Linked DNA regions of Mus musculus: regions 2 and 3 are each linked to region 1. Evidence: chromatin contacts called from public HiChIP or PLAC-seq and promoter capture Hi-C data. All regions are on one chromosome and are shown on one strand. Each heading gives the region's core, a stretch centred on a gene start, on an enhancer-like site or on the middle of the called end of the contact. The rest is flanking DNA. Distances are from core to core; before and after follow the strand shown.

Evidence for each region. Promoter capture Hi-C pulls out the DNA fragments that hold promoters and counts their contacts. HiChIP or PLAC-seq counts read pairs in DNA pulled down with a chosen protein or histone mark.
Region 2: an HNF4G HiChIP or PLAC-seq map of pancreatic cancer cells shows a contact between it and region 1. The contact joins the enhancer-like site here to the promoter of Znrf3 in region 1. A contact is called at or near these places in 12 of 39 promoter capture datasets (the C10 cell line, the HPC-7 cell line, cranial neural crest and 7 more), 3 of 484 Hi-C or Micro-C datasets (bone marrow-derived macrophages, erythroid progenitors and uterus), 13 of 115 datasets of contacts at active chromatin or transcription factors (the NIH/3T3 cell line, the SCID.adh cell line, T-cell acute lymphoblastic leukemia and 9 more) and 2 of 9 other capture datasets (adipose tissue and embryonic stem cells).
Region 3: a contact with region 1 is called in a promoter capture Hi-C map of the HPC-7 cell line, with 4 times the contacts expected there. The contact joins the enhancer-like site here to the promoter of Znrf3 in region 1. A contact is called at or near these places in 11 of 39 promoter capture datasets (the 3T3-L1 cell line, 3T3-L1-derived adipocytes, the C10 cell line and 6 more), 1 of 15 datasets of contacts at CTCF or cohesin (large pre-B cells), 5 of 115 datasets of contacts at active chromatin or transcription factors (effector CD8 T cells, embryonic forebrain, embryonic stem cells and 1 more) and 1 of 9 other capture datasets (liver).

The regions. Positions count from the first base shown.
Region 1 is chr11:5,443,304-5,446,877 of GRCm38.p6, forward strand. It overlaps Znrf3 (zinc and ring finger 3), which reads right to left and starts at 1,544. Exons shown (of 9, transcript NM_001080924.2): 1 at 1,085-1,544. The coding sequence starts at 1,375.
Region 2 is chr11:5,242,230-5,245,809 of GRCm38.p6, forward strand. Kremen1 (kringle containing transmembrane protein 1) reads right to left here. Exons shown (of 9, transcript NM_032396.3): 2 at 1,546-1,708. Among named protein-coding and RNA genes, the nearest start is that of Gm25142, 7.8 kb to the right of the region's middle. Within about 2 kb of position 2,187, at least 163 of the 459 cell types and tissues checked have an H3K27ac peak or open chromatin away from gene starts, as enhancers often do. A contact at or near this core is called in the NIH/3T3 cell line, the SCID.adh cell line, T-cell acute lymphoblastic leukemia and 5 more, where this site is marked.
Region 3 is chr11:5,213,973-5,217,471 of GRCm38.p6, forward strand. It overlaps Kremen1 (kringle containing transmembrane protein 1), which reads right to left. Exons shown (of 9, transcript NM_032396.3): 4 at 1,435-1,559. Among named protein-coding and RNA genes, the nearest start is that of Gm25142, 36 kb to the right of the region's middle. Within about 2 kb of position 1,664, at least 45 of the 459 cell types and tissues checked have an H3K27ac peak or open chromatin away from gene starts, as enhancers often do. A contact at or near this core is called in the HPC-7 cell line, where this site is marked.

The DNA of each region.
Region 1 (3,574 bases), core at 294-2,793:
TGTCCCATCAACTCAAAGCTCTGCGTGCAGCTTCACCCTCCTGTCTACACTCGGAGCTGCTCTGAAGTCATCCCACACAGTCCCTTTTCTCTTCATAATTCACCCAAGAGCAAAGCACCGGAGATCCAAACTATAGGCCTCTAAAGTTCCAAAAGATTCAAAGACGAGCCAACCGTATCAGATCACTCCTACCAGAGGTGCGCCTAACAACCATAAGTGCGCTGCCCTGGAACATGGTAGTGGATAAAAACCATCGTCGAGGGAGCGGGAAATCTATGCAGCTATCCATCCGCTGAGGCTTCGACTGAGAGTCCCTCCTCAAAGACTGGGGACAGCTCAAAGCTCTCCCTAGCCAGCCTCCTTTGGGACGCAGCCCTCTTTCATTTGGAGCAAGGTGGAGGCCCTGTCAGTGAGAGACCCTGGCTCGGGTTTGCAGGCCTCTTCGGTATTAGTCCTTGACCCAGGGGCGAGCCTGCGGTCTTTCTCATCCCCTGTAATCTGAGGCACGGCCACGACAGTGCTCTGCCAATTCCCACTCCTCAGCCAGCTCCGCCTGCTCCCTTCCTGCTGCTGCCCGTCCAGAGCCCTGCCAGAGGGTTGGTGTCTAGGTAAGGCTGCCAGTAGATTTCAGCAAAAATAACCTGAAGATGTGCACCCCGGCAACTGGGTCGCTCCGAAAACGGAGCAAACGTGGATGGAAAAGCAAAGCCTGCGACCTCTAAGAAGTCGCTCCATCCTTCAACTTGTCTCGCCTTTGCAAAGTTGGCATTCAACAGGTAGTTCCCGGGACTTTCACCTGAGGGAGAAAAACGTCCCGCCAACTCAAGAGTGCCGCCCAGGCGCCCATGCCCAGCTCAGCGTCCCCACCCCCACCCCGGCGCGGTGCACCCACCGGAGGCCGAGCCCCCACGTGCGCTCGCCTCAGCCGCCGTGCCCCGGAGGCCCCGTCCCGCCCGCCTGGGAGGGATGCCGCCGGGCTCCGCGCCTCCCCCCCGCCCGCCCGCCCGCTAGCCCGCGGCGGGGTCGGCGGGCGCAGCCCCCGGAGCCATCTTGTGGCGGCGGAGCGCGGGGCCCGGGTGGCTACCTGCACGATCTCGCCCTCGGCGCTGAGCATGGCCCCGGCCCGCGAGAAGCGGCCCGTGAGGCCGGTGGTGTGGGTGGTATAGTCGCCGCTCGGGCTCGACTCGAACAGCACCACCTCCACGAACGCCGTCTCCTTGGCCCGCGCCGCGCCGGGCCCCGCGGCCGCCAGCAGCAGCCCGAGAAGCAGCGGCAGCGGCGGCGGCGGCGGCAGGCGACGACCGCGGGGGCCGCGGCGGAGGCGGCGGCGGCGGCGGCCCGGGGCCCCTGGGCGCCCGCCCGAGCGTGGCCTCATGGTCCTGCGGCGGGAGGGCGCGGAGGGCGGGCGCGGCCGGGCATAGTCGCGGGCCGGCGGAGGACCGAGCGCGGGCGGTCGCCTCACAGCACCATCGCGGCGGCGGCGGCTTTGTGGGTCGCAGGCTCTGCTCCGCTCCCCCGGCCGTCGCGCCGCGGCCCTTTCATCTGCTCCACGTGAGGGGTTATCCCCGCCCCCGCAGCGTCGTGACCCGCTCTCCCCTCCCTCCCCGCGCTCGGCCGCGGCCACCTCCGAGGGGAGCGGGTAGGCGGGGCGGGCGCGCCTGCGGCGAGAGGCGGGGCCCAGAGGCCTCGCCCGCCCCGCCCAATCGACTGAGTCCCGCCCCGACTCCGTTCTTAGCCACGCCCCTCCACCCTTGCTCCGCCCAGGTAGTCTTTTTCGGTCACGCCCCTTCCTCTTAGCCACGCCCCCTGGTCTGTACTCCGCCCTCCGCGGCAGACATTTCTCTTGGCAGTTGCTGGAGTACGGGGAGAGTAAGATCCTCAACCTGTTCCCGGGCGGTTTCGCCCCCTCGGCGCACCCTGCTTTGGTGCCGCAATTAGAGTCATTGGGGCGTCAAAGGCCTCGTCCTTCCGTCCAAGGATGCTTCATCCGCAGCTCCGGCACTGCTGGCCACCCGCACTCGGTGCTCGCGCCCTACCACCTCCAGGGACCGCGAAAGGCCCCGGGCGGTCAGTGGCAGTTTGCAACCCGCCGGGACACGTCCAGTTCTTACGTGGGTGTCACATAGACAGTTACCCTCAACTAAAGGAGTGAGGACAGGTGGCGGAGAACTTGAAGAAGTTATCTAGATTCTAATGGAGTTCATCTTTCCGCAGCCCTGGAGACCGTCTCCAACACTCCCTTCAAATCTCACCATGTGCAGAAGGGCGGAAGAGTCAACACGCTTAATGCACAGACTTCTGGTTGCCAAACATACCAAAGACACGTGCTCCGAACCCAGACGTCCCCAGTCACCCAGAAGATAAACTTTTAATTCTCTTCCCCTTTTTGGAACAGGATTTTTCCTTTCTCAGCAAATCTATGAGACTCACAATCCTCCTTTAAAAGCCACATTCAATTTCTACTTCCTCAGTCGTCTTCCCTCCCTGACCTGAATGGCTTTGTTTAAATATTTGCAAATATTTGGTTAGGGTGATCTGCTTCTACTTGCTACCACACCCAAAATATTAAGACAAAAAGAAAAGTCATTGAGTGTTTCCTTGAGTAATCAGCGCATCGAGGTTACAGTTTAAACTGAAAAGGAATGTTTTGCCAATGTGTTGAATAGAAAATACAATTGAAAAGAAATTCACAGAACTGTGTTACTGTGTTTGGACCACCCAAAGCTTTGGCACAGAAGGTAACTGACAAAGCTAGAGTCATTAGTTTCCCCCAAGCCAAGCTTAATCAGTACTGACTGCTCGGGAGCACTGTCATTTCCAAGGATTGTGACTTTACCCACTAAGGCACAGTCCAGTCTTTTTTTTTGTTTTGTTTTGTTTTTTTTTTGTTTGTTTGTCTTTTCGAGACAGGGTTTCTCTGTGTAGCCCTGGCTGTCCTAGATCTCACTTTGTAGACCAGGCTGGCCTCTAACTCAGAAATCTGCCTGCCTCTGCCTCCCGAGTGCTGGGATTAAAGGCGTGTGCCACCACACCTGGCACAGTCCAGTCTTTAAGGGGAAAGCAATTATTATAGCCATGCATAGCTAGCGTTGCAATCCTTAGAAGTATGAAGTCATGAACTGGTGAATGAATATGCAAATATGGTCTATCCATACAATAAAATCGAATTTTTAACATGGTAGAGTTTCAATCGGGGCTGGTGAGATGGCTCAGTGGGTAAGAGCACCCGACTGCTCTTCCAAAGGTCCGAAGTTCAAATTCCAGCAACCACATGGTGGCTCACAACCACCCGTAATGAGATTTAATGCCATCTTCTGATGCATGTGAAGACAGCTACAGTGTACTTAGATATAATAATAAATAAATCTAGAAAAAATATATTAAAAAAAGTTTCAATCTTCAATTGCATTTTAAATAACAAAATCAAAGACAAATAAAATACTGAATATTGAATGAATGCGACAAAAATATACTCAGTGAAGCATATAGCCTTTCCATTTGTATGAAATGCCAAGAATATAGAAAAATGGAAAGGTTAGTGATCACCAGATACTGAACTGGAAGGAGGATTGGG
Region 2 (3,580 bases), core at 937-3,436, 200 kb before region 1:
GTCAACAGTGCCAACGGTTAGACGTTTCGTGCACCAACAAACCAGAATCGGAGCATGGAACTGGGAGGAGGGCTCTGGAATAACCCTTCCTTGTCCTAATGGCTCAAGAGGCAGCTGCACACCTGTCCTAAGAATGTGTAAATTCACCGCATTGCTGACCCCTGAGTCATCATGATCTTGGGTGTAAGTAACTTAGAGGTATAAACAAAAGTGCTTGGAATTTTTGCTCTGGCTTCTATATACTTATATTTCTATTTTTATCTTTCTGCCTGCTACACACACACACACATGAACACATGCACGCATATATGTATGTGTGTTCAAATGTGTGTTTATGTATGTGTGAGGATGTGAGGTTGACTTTGGAGGCTTTCTCCATCAATCTCCACATTATTCATTGGGACAGTGTCTCTCACTGAACTCAGGCTAGCCAATATGGCTAGCTAGGCAGCCAGCTCCTGGAATTTCACCTTTGCCTTCTGAGCACTAGCACGGCAGTGGGCTCTCAGGGCAGTCCAGCATTCACCTGGGTTCTTGGGGTGCCAACTGTAAACCACTGGCCATCTCACTGGCCGCCAGTGATTCTCACCTTGTCTTTAATCGGAGAAAACCGAGAACCTGATCAAAGCTGCGGCTCACCTTCCACAGAAAATCCTAACTCTACATCTGAAGACCACAGAGCTAGGTTAGGGCTTTCTGGGGAGCCAAACAGTGGCCACGTCTGTAGTCCAGCGCTTGATATGCTTATGAGGAGAGCTACTCGAATCCAGGAGTTCTGGTACAGCCTAAGGAACATGGGTCCCAGATGGTCTGAATATCAGTAGCAGCAGCTTTGATGCCCATGAAATGCCCACTGGTGGGAGGATCACCTGAAAAAATCCTCCCAAAGAGACAAGAGAGTGACCAGAGAAGGCACTGCTGTGAATGCCAGCATAAAGCAAACTAAGGTGGAGAAAAATGAGAGAGGAAGAGAGAAAAAAAAGACATGAATTCATTTTTATTTACTTTTATTTCTTGTGCGTGCTTCACTGTATGTTTATCTGTGTACCATGTGCAGTGTCTGGAGAGGTCAGAAGAAGGTGTCTGATACCCCAGAACCGGAGTTACAGATGTTCTGAGCTCCCATGTGGGTGCTGGCAACTGAACCTGGGTCCTCTGGAAGAGTGCTAAGTGCTCTTAACTGTTGAGCCATCTCTCTGGCTCGGATTAGTTCATCTTAAAAACTGATATGGCCGGGCAGTGGTGGCGCACGCCTTTATTCTCAGCACTTGGGAGGCAGAGGCAGGTGGATTTCTGAGTTCGAGGCCAGCCTGGTCTACAGAGTGAGTTCCAGGACAGCCAGAGATACACAGAGAACCCTGTCTCAAAAAAAAAAAAAACCAAAAAAACAAAAACAAACAAACAAACAAACACAAACAAACAAACAAACAAACAATGATATGGTTCTCTGAGTTGGCCAACAGGAGGTAAGCAAGCATTCCAGTTGTGCGAAAGGCTGGAAGAGGAGATGAGAGATCATCTTGAAGCGCTATGGCCCCATCTTACCTGCAATAATTGTGCTCGCCCAGTCCTCCTTCCCCGTTGGGGTACTTCAGCGTGTTGTACGGATGCTGGAAAGTCTCGTTCCAGAACAGACATGGCTTCCCACCTTGCAGCGCTGTCCAGCTCTGTGTTCCCCTGTAATCTGCACCGTTGGCTGTGAAGCACTCTGGAAGGAGGAGAACAGCATACTCATTTTCTGGCAACATTTATAGTTTCCTCCCTCTCTGGTGAATGTTTTATTTGTTTTGTTTGGATCAAGCTAGAAATGGATCATGTTTTGCTAGATCTTGGGCGGCCTGCTGGGCTGACTGAATCTGCAAAAAGGTGCCCTGTAACACTGGCACTCTTGGCACCAGCTTGTTGGGGCACTGGGACATTTCCCCTTGAAGTGTGCAGGTCCCAGTGAAGAGATAATCACAGAGCTGGTGTGCTGAAGTCCACGACGTGAGCCAGGAAACCTTCAAATCTAGATAGTTGCTAACAGCCATGCGCGTGGACTTTGGGGGCCCTCCGAGGGGGCCCCTGCGCTCGCCAGCATCTCCCTGCGGTAACTAGAACCAGGGCAGCAGCTGTAACTGAGAGCTCCCCTACAGTCGGAAAGGCTGCGAGGCCACTTGGATTTAATAAGCATCGGACACAGCAACGCTTTGGAATCCCAATCACACAAATCGGGGATGACTCACACTCCCTGGGAATGAGGAACAGTCAGTCCTCCCTGCGCAGTCTGACGTGCAAGAAAACAGGGGCAACGGAGGACGGGGGTGGCACTTTCTCTCACCTCCCCCTGAAGTGCTTTCCTAGAAAATGTGTCAAAATGGTCTCAGGTCCCATTTTATGAAATGACAGTCCTTGCAGGTGCAATCATGTACTTCTAAAATCCACTTCTCAGACTGGGGGTGGGGCTGAGGCTGACAGGCTTCCCACATCTTGTATGCATTAAACTCACAGAGGTTCATGGGAAAGGCGGAGTACAAAGAGCGATTTTTTAAAATTAGCTTAGTTAAAACTGACAGATAGAAGCACTTCAAACACTTCTCTAAGATGTATCACTGGGACCCTGACAGTCTGGGGAGTCACACCAACATGCTCAGCTCTCCCTCTTTCCTTCTCCTAGCTCACAGTGACCTATAACTTCCGGTAATAAGGACGTGGTGTAGTCTCCCGCTGGAAAGTGCATGTGCCTGCTCTAGACTAATAGGCATGTGGACAACAGGAACACAGCTCTATCCTGAAAGCCATCTGACTGCTTAGAGAAACCGTCCACAAAGCGGCTCTCTTCCAGTCACGCCTTCCTCCTACCAGCTGCTCTCTGTGTTTGGTCTGGAATGGCACCGTTTATGGACAGCTCAACTAATCTAGAATTCTAGGAGACAGGAAACCATAGCAACTTACCATGCCTGGTGCAATACTAGTTAGTAAGTGTGAGTCCTCAATTACCAAGAGGATTGTCTACTAGGGGTCTACATTAAGAAAAAGCTCAAAGATAACTGGGCACATCGACTCAGCATAGATTGGCAGATACCAACTAAAGGCTCAGTGTTGGCTTGTTGTTTGATTGCTGCTGACAGGCTCTGCGGCCTTGGTCAAGTCAACATCAGGCACATCAGTTTACAGTGTTCACATGTATGCCAGCCATACTGATTTAGCACACTCCTCTTTACCCAGGAGGCAGCCAGAGCACTCGACCACACCCAGGACTCCAGTGGAAGCACCCTTCCTCTCCTTCACCTCTGTTTTGGACCCACTGACCGCGAGAGAGCAGTTCAGGGCTCCCTTTCCTCTTCTGCTCTACAGCCCCCCCCCCCCCCAGAACTCTAAGGTTTGTCCTATGGGCGTCTGAGAGCCTCTGGGCTGGAAGCCTGGCTCTGCCCCTAGTTACTCATCGCGGTCAAGCCACGCTGGTCTGCTCTTAATCCTGGGAACATACTTTTCCATTTCCTGCCCAAATGTTCTTCCTCTAATATTTCCAGTTGCAAGATAAACATTGCCCCTCAGAATCCCCTTCCCATCTCTGCCCACCCCTGCCCCCTTCATCTGT
Region 3 (3,499 bases), core at 414-2,913, 230 kb before region 1:
GACACACACACACAGACACACACAGAGATACACATGTTTGTTTGTTGTATTTTGAAACACGGTCTCATAGTCTCATTATGTAGCTGTGATTGGCCTATAACTCACTATATAGACCAGGCTGGCCTGGCCTGAAACTCACAGAGATCCACCTGTCTCTGCCTCCCAACGTGTTGGAATTAAAGGTGTGCAATAACATTCATTCAGTCAATAGCCCGGTCATTGTGGGTGGTTCTTAAGGTTAGGTACACTTTTATGGAAACAGTAAGTGAAGATCTGAGATATTTGCAGACCTTGATGTTCATTTTGTGAATCACACTATGAGGGCTGTCATATGGTAACGATCCTACCATTCCTTCTATTCTTACAAGTCTGCATTTCCTAATCACCAATGTTTCTCTTCTCACTCGGCCACCACTGGGAGTGGTGTGGGGTGCTCTCATCTTAGTCAATAAGATGCATCTGTTACTATCACTCTCTGAAGCTTAAAGCTGTCAGATTTAGGTCATGGAACCCCTTTCAAGGCAGCTTCATCCAGTTGATGAATCTGTACTGTTTCTGTCCTACACAAGATGTTATGAACACATCTTGTGCTTTGAACACAGAATGGGTAATTTCCCAACAGAGCTGCTTTCTGGTGGAGACCTGAGTGCTGGCTAGACTCCCCGTTATCAGTGTGTGGCAAGGATAGTGATGAAGTGTATGTGTGTGCACACACAGCCATTGCACAGTCATATAACATTACTATCTACCTGCTTCCTCCACCACTCTCTGGACTTCCTTTCAGGTTCCCCAGCTTCCACATTTGCATGTCCCTTCTCCAGCAGCCAGAGCATGCCGGCTCTGAAACACTCAGTACATACTCACGCTCTGCACAAGCAACAAACCGCAGGGCCATGGGGTCCACTGCCTCGCTTATCTGCCTTCCTCACATGAGTATGGTATCCTTCTGTCTTGGGCTTAATTAATGGCTTTTAGACTGACTTGGTTAAGGAAAGGGAGAAAAAAAAAGGAGAGAGGGCGGGATCTTCTGTCTAATTTAATACAAAACAGCACTACTGACCCTTAGTGATTGGGAAATACATTTTAGAGAAAGAAAGAGAGAGAGAGAGAGAGAGAGAGAGAGAGAGAGAGAGAGAGAGAGAGAGAGAGAGGAAGGAAGGAAGAAGAAGAAAAGAACATTTGGAAAAGAGGTAAGGCATGGTAGTTTGCCACAGAAGGGACCCACCGCCTTGGCTTGACTCTAAGGAGTCATTAGCATCCCTGATCATAACAGACAAGGGCTGAGAGGAGGCTACCGGGGACCCCTCTCCCCATCTTTACATGAATGCTGCCTGTGCTCCAACTCCCCAGCCTACTCTTTCCATGTGACCTGACAAGTGGGCTGCTGGAATTTATCGTTATCTTTTCTAGAGTTGTACGCTGTGGAGCTGGTACCTTGAATCTCTGACTCCGACAGAAGCTGATACAGGTTTGTATGGTGAGCTTGTTAGAGGTTTTACTGGTGCCCGTGAGAGGAGGTGGGTTTCCATGATCCTTGTAGCAGCCAAGGTTTCCAGGCACTAGAGACAAACAAAACAGAAGAATTTCACAACATCTGGCTGGGAAACACTAAGAAGGAAATGCGGTCTGTGCCAGGTGTGCTCTGCCCACAGTGTTTACACCCTGAGTTACAACACAGGCAAATGACAACAAGCTCTAAGCGGACCCTCTGGTAGTGTTCTCTACACCATCTGCAAGGAAATGTGGCACACAGATCCCCAGCTTACTTTCTCCGTGTCGGGAGAATTTAGTACTGAAAAGAAGCAGGAACAATGTCTTAGAATAGAGAAGGTGGCTTTGCTTCTGTCCCATAGCACCCATCTTCCAGTAACTCAGTTAATGACACACCCAGAGGGAAAGAACAGAGGAACCCTGGTAGGAAACCCGGAGGGATTCCTTTGGCCACGTACATGCAAATCTACAAGAAGACTGATACTGTGGGCATCGAGGGAATGAACACTGTTACCACAGCACAACCGGAAGTGTCTTTAACCTCATTCAGCACACCACAGGCATCCCTGTAAACAAGCAGGTGAAGGCACGCTTCGCCAAGAGAAGTAATGTGCACATGGAACATGTTAGGCACCGAGAGCCAAGGTAGTTTCCTAAAACTGGTGATGGAAAAACCTGTCAGAGAAAAGGATGCCAAGGAGAAGGCCCGTGTTCCCCAGAGCACCGGCCAGCTCCGCCGGAGGAGCACGTTTCACGCGAACTACTGGGGAGGGGCCTGGACTTCTGGAGCTGGTCCTCATGAGTTCATAGCTTAGTGTGCAAAAGCAGTCAAGGCCTAGCTTGTTAAAGAGAGATAGAGAGAAAGACAGACAGACAGACAGACAGACAGACAGATGGGCGAAGCAGGCTGGCAGTGTCTCAGGGTTAAAGTTGCTTGCTTGGTGACCTTGGTTTGATCTGTGGAACTCACATGGTAGAGAGAACCAACTCCTAAAAGGTGTTTTTTGGTCTTCACATGTATGCTGTGGCATCTGCTACCCCCTCCCATCCCCCAAAAGTGAAGCGATCAGATTTAAATGGTTCCAGGAGACTGGGGGAGCTCGAGTGGAAAGCACAGGCACACAGCCCCGGGATTTGAGGTTAAAGTAGGAGTGGTAAATTTGAGGCCAATCTGGGCCTCACAATACATTTGGATGTTTCAAAAGTAAACAAATAAATAAGGAAACAAACTAACAAAGGGGCTGGAGAGAAGGTTCCAAGGACAAGAGCACTGGCTCCTCTCCCGTTGGACACAGGTTGGACTCCTGGCATCTATAACACTGGCTCAAGACATTTCTGTAACTCCAATTCCAGGGACTCCAGATGCCTTATTCTGGCCTCTGCAGACATCAGACATCACATGGTATACATACATACATACATACATACATACATACATACATACATGCAGGCACAGACACATAAAATAAAAATATCTTTTAAAAAATCGAACAAGATCACTCTAAACACACCAAGGGAACCCAAGTCAACTTAGTACAGAGTATATAGGCGGTTTTTGTAGAATCAGTCTAATTACCCGTTAACAAATGAATGATTAAAAAATGTGATACAAAGACAACTGAGTTTTACTCAATCATAAAGAAAAAATTGGAGCCAGGCGTTGATGGTGCACACCTTTAATCCCAGCACTTGGGAGGCAGAGGCAGGTGGATTTCTGAGTTCGAGGCCAGCCTGGTCTACAAAGTGAGTTCCAGGACAGCCAGGGCTACACAGAGAAACCCTGTCTCAAAAAAAACCAAAAGAAAGAAAAAAGAAAAAAAAATGGGGCTGAAGCAATGTCTCAGAGGTTAGAAGCACTGACTACTCTTCCATAGGTCCTGAGTTCAATTCCAGCAACCACGTGGTGGCTCATGACCATCTTCAATGGAGTCTGATGCTCTATTCTGGTGTCTCTGAAGAGAGTGACATTATACTCATATACATAAACAAACAAACAAACAAACAAACA